Linked DNA regions of Arachis hypogaea: region 2 is linked to region 1. A link is a contact called in public Hi-C data. All regions are on one chromosome and are shown on one strand. The core of a region is the stretch at or near the end of the contact, and the rest is flanking DNA. Distances in the headings are between cores, read along the strand shown.

What was found. Hi-C and Micro-C count contacts between places; a contact is called where the count stands out from the background.
Region 2: a contact with region 1 is called in a Hi-C map of an unstated tissue, with 4 times the contacts expected there. The contact joins the enhancer-like site here to the promoter of LOC112696534 in region 1. A contact is called at or near these places in 3 of 8 Hi-C or Micro-C datasets (leaf and an unstated tissue).

What each region holds. Positions count from the first base shown.
Region 1 is chr6:33,937,322-33,943,511 of arahy.Tifrunner.gnm2.J5K5, reverse strand. LOC112696534 reads right to left here and starts at 1,529. Exons shown (of 1, transcript XM_025749339.3): 1 at 1-1,529. The coding sequence starts at 1,186.
Region 2 is chr6:34,353,453-34,360,163 of arahy.Tifrunner.gnm2.J5K5, reverse strand. No RefSeq gene overlaps it. Among protein-coding and RNA genes, the nearest start is that of LOC112696539, 6.3 kb to the right of the region's middle. Within about 2 kb of position 4,928, at least 1 of the 3 cell types and tissues checked has open chromatin away from gene starts, as enhancers often do.

The DNA.
Region 1 (6,190 bases), core at 280-2,779:
CCCTCCCACTCCTCCTAGTATCCGCTATGGCAACCCATGCATCAACAGAGAATATAAAAGCCACAAAGGTATCAACCAAAAACCAAGTGAACAAGAACCCAGAAATCTCCTTCTCAAAGCCTCTAACCCACGGCGACATAACCGAAAATGGCATCAATTTCAACCTAACAAACAGCTTGAAGAACGAGTACTGGTCCTCAATCTCCCCAAAATACCACAAACCCAGAAGCTGAGTCAATGCATCCCTCACAGCCCACCGCATAAGGATGAAACCAGAGAGCCTCTTGAGTCCCAATCTGGAACCATCCCAGATCAAACCAGTGACAGAACAAAATCTTCCTACAAGATCATTAACAACAGCAACAAACACAACACCTAGTACCCACGAATACGTAACAAGGAAAACCAAAATTACCCATCCATAAGCGGCAGAGAGAAAGCTCACAAGGAAAAACAGTGCGGCCGCGTCACGGCGACCAACTTCCAACCCTTTTACAAAGAATTGAAGGTCGACACTTTTCTCGATTTCTTGCCCTCCATTCCCTAAATCACCCTTCTCGCTCTTCTTCTTCTTCTTCTCATCTTTATCTCCTCTTTCTTCTTCCTCCTCGTAGCTACCGCGCTCTTTATCATCGCTGGCGAAAGTTAACCCGTCGGCTTTGAACGTGATTCCAGAGCGAACTACCTCCGAAACCCTAATTCCATCGTCAATGACGAGATCCGAGAACCCTGATTCGAGACTGAAGGGTCCGAAGAAGACATGACTGCCGTTGATGGCGGATTTAGGAGCAGAGCCGAAGAGCGTGCGGCCGTCGTCGTCGTCGCCGGAGAAGAAGTCATCATCTAGGGTTCCGACTCTTGTGAGGTGGAGAAAGGGACGGCGGCGGCGGTGGAGGTGGTGGCGGTGACGGTGGATGGAGGAAGAAGCGTCATGGCGCAGGCGCCCGCCGTGGTGGTTGGGGCCGTTTCCGGCGAGGTCGAGGCGTGAGAGTAAAGCCTTGAGGGAAGGATCGCGGTCGATAAAGGAGGTCACATGAGAGGTTCCGTTCTCCACAACGGTGCGAAACGAAAGTATGAGAAGCGAAAGCAAAAGGAACGTTACGAGGTTCGAAGAGAACGACGAAGTTGCTTCTCTGAGAACTTGTGCAGTGGAACGCAGGTTCTGCAACCGTGGGTGCTCGCTCATCGCGATTCCAACGATTTTTCGCGTTTCGCGTCTCGCGTTTCTTCCCTTTCTTCTTCGGATTCGTCTTTCGCGTTTGGGTGTTCTTTTTCTTTTTTGGGGTCTCTGTGTTTCTGGTTCCTTCTCTTTGTTTTTTTTTTTTTTTTTATTGCTGGTTTACTTTTTTTGGTTACGGGGTTTGAGAAAGGGGAGGGAGGATGGTGGCTATGGCCTATGGTGTTCTCTGTGTGAGCTGCTTTCTTGTTTTTCTGGGGAAGGTGGTTGGTTTCTCACGCGCTTTGAAGAGGCGGTGGGATGGACGCTCTTTTGGAGAGACAAATGAGATTGGTGTGAGTCGTGGTTATGGAGAGAAGTAATGTTAAATGACTAATAAATATATTATTATTTTTAGTTAATATTTAATTAATAATAATTAATATTTATATTTATATATTTTATATATAAAAAATATATAATTTATATTTATAAATTAATGTAATTATATTTATATTTTCTAAAATTTATATCTTAAATTAATAAAATAATAATTTAATATTTATATTAATTAGATAAGGACAAAAATACTAAAAATCGTTGTCTAACAATTTTTTCATGGAGATCGGAGGATGGAGGATGAGACTTGAGAGAGCGGGGCTTTGCTTGGAGAATTTTGTTTTCTTTTTTTCTTTTGGCCAAAAAAATAGTTTAACGATGAAGCATCATATTAAAAATATTGTTAACAAATATGATATAGGACGTCGTAATAAAACTTTTGAATAAAAAATATAATAATCTAGACAACAACAAAAACATAATAATTTTTTTAAAGAATTGATATTGTTACTTTAATTTTAATAATGGCATATATTTTTTATAAATTATACAAATATATAATGTAAAAGAATTACGTGTTAAATGATATTATAAAAAAATAAAAGTAGCATTTTTTTGAAGTATATATATATCGAATACAAATTTTATTTTAATATAGTATAAATAGTTATACACGAATTAAAGAATAAAATTTAAAAATTAAGTTTTTTATTATGTAACAATATACAATAAATATAATTAAATATTTATATAAAACTATTTTATACTATTTATAAAAATTAAATTCATCATATATATTTGAATAACTACTTTTTTTTTTAATTTTTACTTTTTATCTTTTAACAAATATTTGGTCACACTTTTGTCAAATCTTTGTATTAACTCACTTTAAAAAAAAATGGTGACAACTGACAAACTTCGTTTGTTCTCAAGCGGAAAGAGTGCACTGCGTCCGTTGCTGGCCAAAAGGTAATTAATTTCATCATTTATGACGAGTAATAAAACAATAAAACTATATTGGATGTAGTAAGAGTTTTATTTTCGTTTTAGATATTTTGTTTAGAAAATACTTGATCTTCAAACTGAAAATTCAGTTTTGCATATATTACTCTTTGATACGTAACCTATATTTCGGCCCAACAAACAACATCTGTCATAAGTCAGAACAAATCACAAAAGATCGGTTATGAAACAAAACTAGTCAACATATGCGTTATCCTAAAAAAGCAGTACTCATCACTTAACCTATAATCTCATATAAACGAGGATTTAACCTCGGCAAAAACAGGTTCTACAAGCTTTTATTTTGAATGTTCTTTAATATATTCTTTTAAAGACTTCTTTTTATTTGAGTGTTAAAATATTTTTTGCAATTCCGTCTATGTTACACTTGCAGTACATAGCCGGTCCCAAACCCAGATAAAGGAGGAGGGTTGTGTTAGGTCTTCGGCAACTAACATAAAAATATAGCCGAACCCCCATGACATGAATCAAAGATATTATTGCGCTAAACCTAGGTCTTTGCCCGGAAGCAACGCGCCGTATGGCTCGAGTACAGTGTCAAAGCAAGAGCCGCTGCATCGATGCCCGGATGTAGTGTTAAATGAGAAAGGGTTCTCGCGTTTTCGTGAACGGACGAGGGTAAATAAGCTAGTTCACAAAGTAAAAGGTAAAGGTCGAAGCAACAGAAGGTTGAGATTTGGGACATGGAACATAGGCACTCTAACAGGAAAGTCCATGGAGGTGGTGGACACCATGACAAGGAGGAAAATTAACATTATGTGCCTACAAGAAACGAAATGGGTTGGTGCAAAGGCTAGGGAGTTGGATACTTCTGGTTTCAAACTTTGGTATACAGGAAAGGTGAAGAATAGAAATAGGGTTGGAATAATTGTGGATAAGCAGTGGAAGAAGGACGTAGTTGATGTCAAGAGGGTGGGAGATCGGATCATCTCTATCAAACTTGTGGTAGAGGGAGGTGCTTTCCATTAGCGCCTATGCACCGTAAGTAAGTTCGGACGAACAACACAAGATAAGGTTTTGGGAGGATCTAGAGAGTTTGGTTCAAGGCATACCTTTGGGAGATAAGATTTTCTTAGGAGGAGACTTAAATGGCCATGTTGGGAGAGAAGTGATTGGATATGGGAGTATTCACGGAGGCCATGGTTTCGGGGTGATCAATGCCGAGGGTAAAACTATTTTGGACTTTTCCTCAACATTTGATCTTCTCATTGCAAATACATGTTTTAAAAAGAGAGACAAACATCTTATAACCTATAAGAGTGGCATGACAATCTCTCAAATCAACTTCTTCTTGTTGAGGAGAGTCGACCGAAAATTTTGCATTAACTGTAAAATTATCCCAGGAGAGAGTTTGACAACACAACATAGGGTGTTCGTCATGGATTTTCGCGTTGAGCAAAAGTTGAGGAAAATACATCATACGAAGAACCCAAGGATGAGGTGGTGGCGGATGAAAGGTGAGGAACAAAGAAGCTTCCTAAAATGGGTAGTAGAAGAGGCAAAGTGGGATGGGAATGGAAGCGCGGAAGAGATGTGGAGGGAGATGGCAGAAGTTATTAGAAAAAAAGCAAAAGAAAGTTTTGGTGAATCTAAAGGAATAGGACCAAGAGACAAGGAGTCTTGGTGGTGGAATGCGAGTATACAAGAAAAGATAAAGATAAAAAGGGAATGCTTTAAAGAGTGATCTTTATGCCGCAATGCAGATAACTGGGAAAAATATAAGGCAGCTAAGAAAGAGACAAAAGTGGCTGTAAGTGAAGTAAGAACAAGAGCATATGAGGGTCTCTATCAGTCTTTGGGTACGAAAGAAGGAGAAAAAGGTATATATAGAATCGCAAAGAGCGGGAAAAGAAGAACGAAAGATTTGGACCAGGTTAAGTGCATAAAGGATAAGGATGGAGAGGTGTTGGCTCAAGAGGAGAAGATTAATGAAAGGTGGAAGAGCTACTTCTACGAGTTATTTAATAAGGGACAGAAGACTCTTCCGAGCCTTGGTCGATTATGCACAAGGGAAGAAGATCAAAACTTTGACTACTATCGAAAGATTCAAGAATTTGAGGTAAAAGAGGCTCTAAAGCAGATGAAAAATGGCAGGGCAGTAGGACCTGATAATATTCCGATTGAGGTTTGGAAGGGTCTTGGAGAAAAAGGCATCAACTGATTAACCAAGCTTTTTAATGAGATTTTAAGGTCAAAGAAGATGCCTGATGAGTGGAGAAAGAGCACCTTGGTACCTATCTATAAGAATAAGGGGGATATACAAAGTTGCGGAAACTATAGAGGGATTAAGCTTATGAGTCATACTATGAAGTTATGGGAAAGGGTGATAGAACGGAGGTTGAGAAAAGAGACACAAGTAACAGAGAACCAATTTGGATTTATGCCAGGCAGATCTACCACTGAAGCGATATACCTATTAAGAAGGATGATGGAGAGGTATCGTAGTAATAAAAGGGATCTACATATGGTGTTTATTAATTTGGAAAAAGCGTATGATAGGGTACAAAGGAAGGTCTTATGGAAGGTTTTAGAAAAGAGGAGAGTAAGGATCGCATATATTCGGGCAATTAAAGACATGTATGATGGGGCCACAACTAGTGTGAAGACTCAAGGTGGTGTGACAGAGGAATTCCCTATTGGTATAGGATTGCACCAGGGATCATCCTTAAGTCCATACCTTTTCACATTAGTCTTGGAAGTACTCACATAGCACATTCAAGAGCCTGTGCCATGGTGCATGCTTTTTGCCGATGATATCGTTCTTATGGGAGAGTCAAGGGAAGACCTAAATAAGAAGTTGGAGTTATGGAGAGAAGCTTTAGAAGTGTATGGTCTGCGCATAAGCCATAGCAAGACGGAATATATGGAATGTAAATTCAGTCTGAGAAGGGAAAACCCTAATATAGAGGTGAAGATTGGAGAAAACATCCTACGAAAAGTTAAAAGTTTTAAGTATCTTGGGTGCATCATACAGGATAATGAAGAGATTGAACAGGATGTAAATCATAGGATCCAAGTAGGTTGGTCAAAATGGTGGAGTGCATCTGGTTTTATATGCGACAAAAAAGTGCCTCTAAAACTTAAAGGTAAATTCTATCGCACCGCTATAAGACCGGCTATGTTGTATGGTACGGAGTGTTGGGCGGCTAAAGGGGAGCACGAACATAAGCTGAGTGTGGCAGAGATGAAGATGTTGAGATGGATGAGTGGTCATACGCGATTTGATAAAATAAGGAATGAAGATATAAGGGAGAGAGTTGGAGTAGCACCCATTGTGGAAAAGATGGTTGAATCGCGTCTCAGGTGATTTGGACATGTGAGAAGAAGACCGATAGAACAACCAGTCAGGAGGGTGGATGAGATGGAAGATGGACAAAGGGCAAAAGACAGAGGAAGACCTAAGAAGACCATCCATGAGGTGGTCAAACGAGATCTACATGTAAACAGTCTCTCTATAGACATGATACATGACAGAGCACAATAGCGTCATTTGATTCATGTAGCCGACCCCACTTAGTGGGACAAGGCTTTGTTGTTGTTTTGTTAAAATATTTTTTGCAAATATTCTCACCACAGTGTTCAAACCAGACCAATGTATGGCTCTCTTTGCAAGCTGCACATTTCTCAGAGAAACCGCTATAACTCATTCTCAGACGACGGACGAATCAACTC
Region 2 (6,711 bases), core at 3,679-6,178, 410 kb before region 1:
GTTTGAAAGTGAAACCTCCCAACGGCGTCGTTTTGTCTCTATAAAAAAAAAGAAAAAACTCAAAAAAAGCTAAACAAAGACACGAAGTACTGAACCCTAAATTGAGTAGCCACCTTCTTCTTCAGTCTCCAGTTCTTCACAAAGACACAAACTCATCTTCCCTCTCTTCTCTGAGAAGTGAGAACCATAGAAGCCAGTCAAACCACCAATCGAGCAGCCACTGTAGCCCGCCGCCACCGCATCCGCAGCCCCCACTGCGTCAGCCCCTACGGCGTCAGCCCCCACCGCGTCCTTGTCATCGCTGAGCTCGCCTTCTCTGTGTTCGCCGATGTCGCTTCCTCTATTGTCACCGTTGCTCGCCTTCCTCTTCGCCGCCGGTAAGCCTCGCCTCCTCTGTTCGCAGTTTCGCCTTCCTCTTCTGCTTGCTGGTTTATTGTTTGCTGGAGTGGATTTATTTGTTATTTTTTATTTTCTGTTCATGATTTTTGGATTTATTTGTTTGCTGGATTCATGATTTTCATTTATTTTGATTTTCTGAGGTTATTTTTATTTATTTGTTATTTGTTGTTTCTAATTTATTTGTTATTTGTTGTTTCTGATTTATTTGTTATTTATTCATGATTTTGTTGCTGATGCTATTGTTTGCTGAGGATCCGAGGTTATTGTTTGCTTGTTGAAGTTGGGGAAGAGAAGGGATCAATGTTTGAGATGCTTTTGTATTGAAATATAGTTGTGGTGATTTTGTTGTCAACTGAGATTGGAGCTGTGGTGGTTTTGCAGCCATGAAGTACCTGCTTGGAACAATGTTGGCATGGACTAAACATTGATGCCAATAACTATAGGAAGATTTTTTTTTGAGATAATGTACTTCATAAGAATGTCTAAAAATTTGAAGGTATATTTTTTATGGTTGAAGATTTATTTTGTTAAATGTAATTTATACTGTGTGATTTCTGTGTTTATTTGGTTTAAAATTTATTAAATTTAAATATTAAAAATTATATATTAATTTTTTATAATTTTATTTTATATTTAACTAAACCGGTTGAATTTTGGTTGAACTACAGTCAAATCACTGAACCGTTGAACCGGTCATTCTACCGATTTATTAATCGGTTTGGTTTTCGCAACCTGGTCGACTAGTTGTATATCTTGTTTGAATTGCATATTAGTTAATTTTGAATTATTAATGTGTATTATGACGTACTTATATGGTTCAGATTGGGATGCATTAATTGAAATTGGATGACATCGTTTTTTATGGTGATGGCCTTGCCCCTGTCATGGTTATCCTCTTCTAGGTCCCTATAGGAGTGTTCAAAACCGATCCGGACCGAACTAAACCGACGAACCAAACCGAAAAAATCAAAAACCGAATTAACCGATAACCGAAAAAACCGAAAAAATTGATTTTGCTGTTTTTTGTCCGGTTCGGTTCGGTTTTCGGTTTTGAATCTGAAAACCGTAACCGAACCGGTTAGTAAAAAAACCCTAAACGTTTACTAACCCACCCCCACACGCGTGACACGCCCATACCCCTTTCAAACGAAACTGCGCAACACCCCCACCCCCCAAACGAAACTGCATCTAGCCGTCTACCCTAACCCCCAAATCCACAATCCATAGTTCCATACCCTAACCTTCAGGCTTCAGTACTCATCGCTCCCTCTTCTCCAAATCTCCACACCTGCCGGCTGCCGACCTGTGCCCAGCCAGCCAGCCACCGCTCCCTCTTCAGTACTCATCGCTCCCTCTTCAGTACTCATCGCACCCAGCCACCCACCATCGCTCCCTCTTCATGCCAACACGAAGCCACGCCGTCGCAAGTCAATATGGAGCCCAAGTCACCGATTCAGGTAACGTTTACCATTTGCATTCTGTTCATTAGTGTTGATTTGTTGCTACTGTTGATTTGTTGATTTGTTGCTAAGTTTTGTTACTGGCTCAGTGTTGAACTTCTTACACTGTGAAAAATAACAAAATAGTTGAGGAGAAAAAGATGAACTACGTGCAATTGGCCGAGTAGACACGACTAACAAATTTGATCTTCAAAATTGATATTTTTGAATTTATAATTTTTTAAATTTCATATATTTGACCACCAATTTTATATATCTGAGTATCTGACCACCAATTTTTGGCTAAGTTTTGTTGATTTGTTCATTAGTGTAAGTATTAATGGTTCAATTTTTGGCTAAGTTTTGTTGCTGGCTCAGTGGCTTGCTGTTTAATGGTTGAATATATTGGAAATGTCCTGCTTGCTGCGTTGCTGTTTAATGGTTCATGTTATTGTTGTTTAGTGGTTCATTATATTGGAAATGTCCTGCTTGCTGCCTTGCTGTTGCTGGTTGCTGATTAATTGTTGAATGTTGATAACTTGGTAATTTATTTGTTGAATGCTGATTATTTGTTGAATGCTGATTAATTGTTGAATGCTGATTAATTGTTGATTAATTGTTGTGCAGTTTATTGCTGGTTATTAATTTATTTCTTGTTGTGTTTCTAGCCTTGATTTATTGTATTTATGTAGTTTGACGCCAGTTCAAGTGAGAATATGGGCGAATCCGAATTGCCGCCAGTTTCTCTTCCGAATGAAATCCACAAGCATCAGATCTCCGAGTGCATTGTTCAATGCTGGTTCTGTGCTTAATGATTTAAACTTCAGCTGCTTGTTTATTGCTGGTTCTGTGCTTGTTTATTGCTGGTTCTGTGCTTGTTTAAACTTCAGTTGAGTTTATTACTTTTTGTTGAGGACTTGTTGGAATCAGTTTATTTATACTGGAATATTGTTCAGTCTATTTTATTTTTTCAATCTATTTTATTGTTCAGTTTATTGAAATCAGTTTATTGTTCATTTTATTGTTCATATTATTGATGCTGGAATATTGTTGGAACAAGTCACACTTTGATCTTCAATTATTCTTACTAGATGTCAAGTGTAATTTCCAATATAATATCTTCTTTGAGCAGAAGGTGGTGTTATGGTGTAGTTGATTTACCAGATTATCATAATTTCTTAGCTGATTTATTATATTTCCATTGATTTTTGAATTGTAGGGCTCATGTTTGGGGCAGTTTTGCTTATGTTATGAAGGGCGTAAGCATGTCATTGAAACAACTTATCTTAGAGATTATGGCATCATGGATGGTAACCAGGTTAGTGAATGTTTAGGCTTACAATTTCAGTGAGGGGAGCTGGAATGCTGGATTGATGTCATTGTTACCCTGTTAATCCATTCATCTCAATGTCTGTTGTACTTACTCCATTCCTCTTGACTCATGATATCTATATATTCAATTCTGATACATTGTTAGTTTGTTACCCTGCTATTAATCCATTCATCTCAATGTCTCTTTATTATTAGAATGTATAACTAGATTAGAATGCTTTTCTACTAGTGCTATATTATTATTATTATTATTATTATTATTATTATTATTATTATTATTATTATTATTATTATTGTTAGCTATTGTGTATTGTCGATTTCAATATTATGACTTGTGAAATAATATGGTAGTATTTTTTTAATTGATTGAAAAAATCAAACAAACCGAACCAAACCAAACCGAATTTAATTAGTTTGGTTTGGTTCGGATGGCTTCGAGAAAAAAATTGAACCAAACCGAACCGTACTTTAATTAAACGATCGGATCGGATGACTTTTCTCTCGAAAACCGAACCAAACCACACCGCAAACACCCCTACGTCCCTATGTATCTGAATATTGTTAGGCATAACGTGTGTGATGATTGAATTATCCTGCTTTGGCAGCAGTTTTTTAATGTGGCTTAAACCATGCGGGGGCATTAGGAAGAAGTTCTAAGGTGACATTCCTCAATATACCAACAATCTTTTATGGGGACCTGTGAAGTTAAGCGCCAATGTGACGATGCAATTAGTAGTTGGGATACTAAAATTGCATTTGATCACGATACGAGTTGCCGGGACGGAGAAGAGTATAGATGGTGCTCTGTTTTTTACATAAAGATGTTTTCCAACAATTTTATAGAATTTTCCTTTGCATAGAACATTAAAAAAAATATCGTTATCCTTTATAAGTACAACTAAAATGTTTGAGTAATTCCCAAGAAACACGAGAAATAATTACACACCTTTTAGTTTGTCAATTTTACTATGGCTAAGTTTATGGTGACTATGATGGATATAATATACATGTTGATTGTTGATCCTCTAATGAGATTGGGGCACATAACAAAACATAGACTTTATACTCTTTGTTGAGTTAAAGGAGAGATTTAATTACAGCCAATGTGGTGCTTATATACACCATGAAAAACAATCAACTATTTTACGTGACATATATATAAAAAATATCCATCAATTAATCATTTTATATAGAAATATATATTTGATATTTAATAAAAAAATTATTACTTTACTGTAAATAAATTTGATTATTCGTTTATTTTATATTTGATTATTCTGATGGTTAATTAGTTATTAGTTAAAAAATATATAAATATACATAAATACATAAAGACACCAAAAAAAACATAAGTACATAATAATTAATTTAGTAGTTTATTTTTAATATACATTTAATAATTTTGTAAAAAAATAAATAAATGATTATTACGTAATGCAATATTTTACCCTAAACAAATTAAATTTAAAATATTAATAAAAAGAAATATTAAAAGGCAAAATGCTAGCATTTGTGAAGCTTCCACACAAACTTGAAGCATTTAACAACCACGTGTTCCAAGTGTGGCGAATTGAGCAAGAAGAACCTTGCGATTATTTTGATGTTGGGGTATTTGGTGGTGCTTTTTTGTTCATGGTTGTTGACTTTTGGATTGCGGTGATAGTATCATTTGGGATCGATTAGGGATAAGAGAGGATATGGAGTTAAAAGCACTGTTGATAGGCATTGAGTATGAGGTGCACAAATTAAACTTTTTTAAATGGGACTCTTTGTTGGAAATTTGGAATAAAAAAAAATTTGGATCTCGCTCAAATCCTCAATCCCTACGCCACCGTGAAGCTCCCTGGCGTCATCCCTGCTGCATTCAATTCAATTATTAGAGTAACTTCAATGATAATTTTTATTTTAATTTTATTTTAAGTCCTATAAGGGAGTAAAGAATTTAAGGTAGTTTTAATGTTTGGACCATTAAATAATTTTATAATAAAATATATTTTTTATTTTTTTAATAATTATTAAATAATTTTTATTTAATTTTAATTATAAATTAATCTTTTATATATTATTTAACTATAAAATTTATCTTTTATTTTATAAATTATTATTTTATTATATATTTATTATGTTTATTAATTATTAGATAAAAAAATAACAATAAAATAGATCTTCTATTCATTAAGCATAATTTTTATAAATATTTGACAATGTAAATTAATGAGTATTTTTATTTAAATTCGTTACATTTGTAAACATTAGAAAAATCGTATTTTTTTGGTAATTCGATCATTGAATGTCGCACGACAATATATATTTTTTCAAAATTCAATAGATTAAAAATGTAATACAATTGATTGAATTGCGTTATAGAATATGAGTTTTTTCTTATTCAATCTATTGGTAGTATTATTCAATCCATTAAATTTCGCAAAGCGGGTATTTTCTTATTCAACTAGTCTTATTAACACTACCAATCTATTTCTATTAATATATAAAATAAGCAATAGTAGTAGGTTAATTGATTGACACGTGTCATAGTTAAATACTTGACAACTGCTATGTTTAGTTATTTGACAAGTGTTTACTTTAACTATATGATAAGTGGCATCTAAAAAAGTAAAGGTAAAGTAGAAACTTCAAAGCATATATAACGAGAAGAAGAACTTGGCTTTGGGTAGGTTCTTTTTTTTTGGGATCTGAATTCAAACATGAAATTTGAATGAATATTTCAAATAAAAACTTACCGTATAAATTTAAAGAAGGGTTTTATAATTCAATTCTATTCTTGACTTTTTCTATCTCTCTCTTCTCTTTTTACTTTTTTGGACTCTCTCTTTCTTTATCAATCTGATTGGTTCAAAATACAGAGATATCATGGGAGAGGAAGAAGGAGCTCGCTGGTGATAAAAACAATAACTGGCAGAGAAGATAGAAAATAGTGGTGGTTAGTGCTATGGTTAGGAGAGCGTCCGGTGAAGAACAAAAAAGACAAGATAGAGGCTTCGAATCTGTTTCTAACAAGTAGCAGAGATGAAGAACAATAAGTTAGAGGTGATGGTGGCTGTTGATGCAGCTTCAAGGAGAAAGAACAGTGGCAGGGGTTAGGGTGTTGCTGCCGTCAGTGAAGAAGGAGCAGTTGGCAACAAATCCACAACACTGGTCAAGAGAATGGAGAGCTCTGAAATCCTATCATCGATGGTGTTGTAGAGGTAATTTCTCCTTTCTAAAAGTAAAAAATTTATGTTCTTTTTTATTTTTAATAAAATTACGGAAATACCGTTAAGGTTTGAGATGCAAGCAGAGGAACCGCCGGATGAAGGTGCGATGTTTCAGCAAGCGTTCCAGCAATAGAACGCCAGAAATCGAGGCTCGATCCATTCGCGGGTACTCCACAAGGATGATCATCTTAGATTATGGCCGTCGCCGATACGTTAGCGAAGTGACTAGACTCCTTCCTACACCAACACCACCTTTGAGAAGTTCGTTAAGGTTTAATTTCTTCAATAAACCAACATATTTTTGTATCCATATTGAATTCTTACAT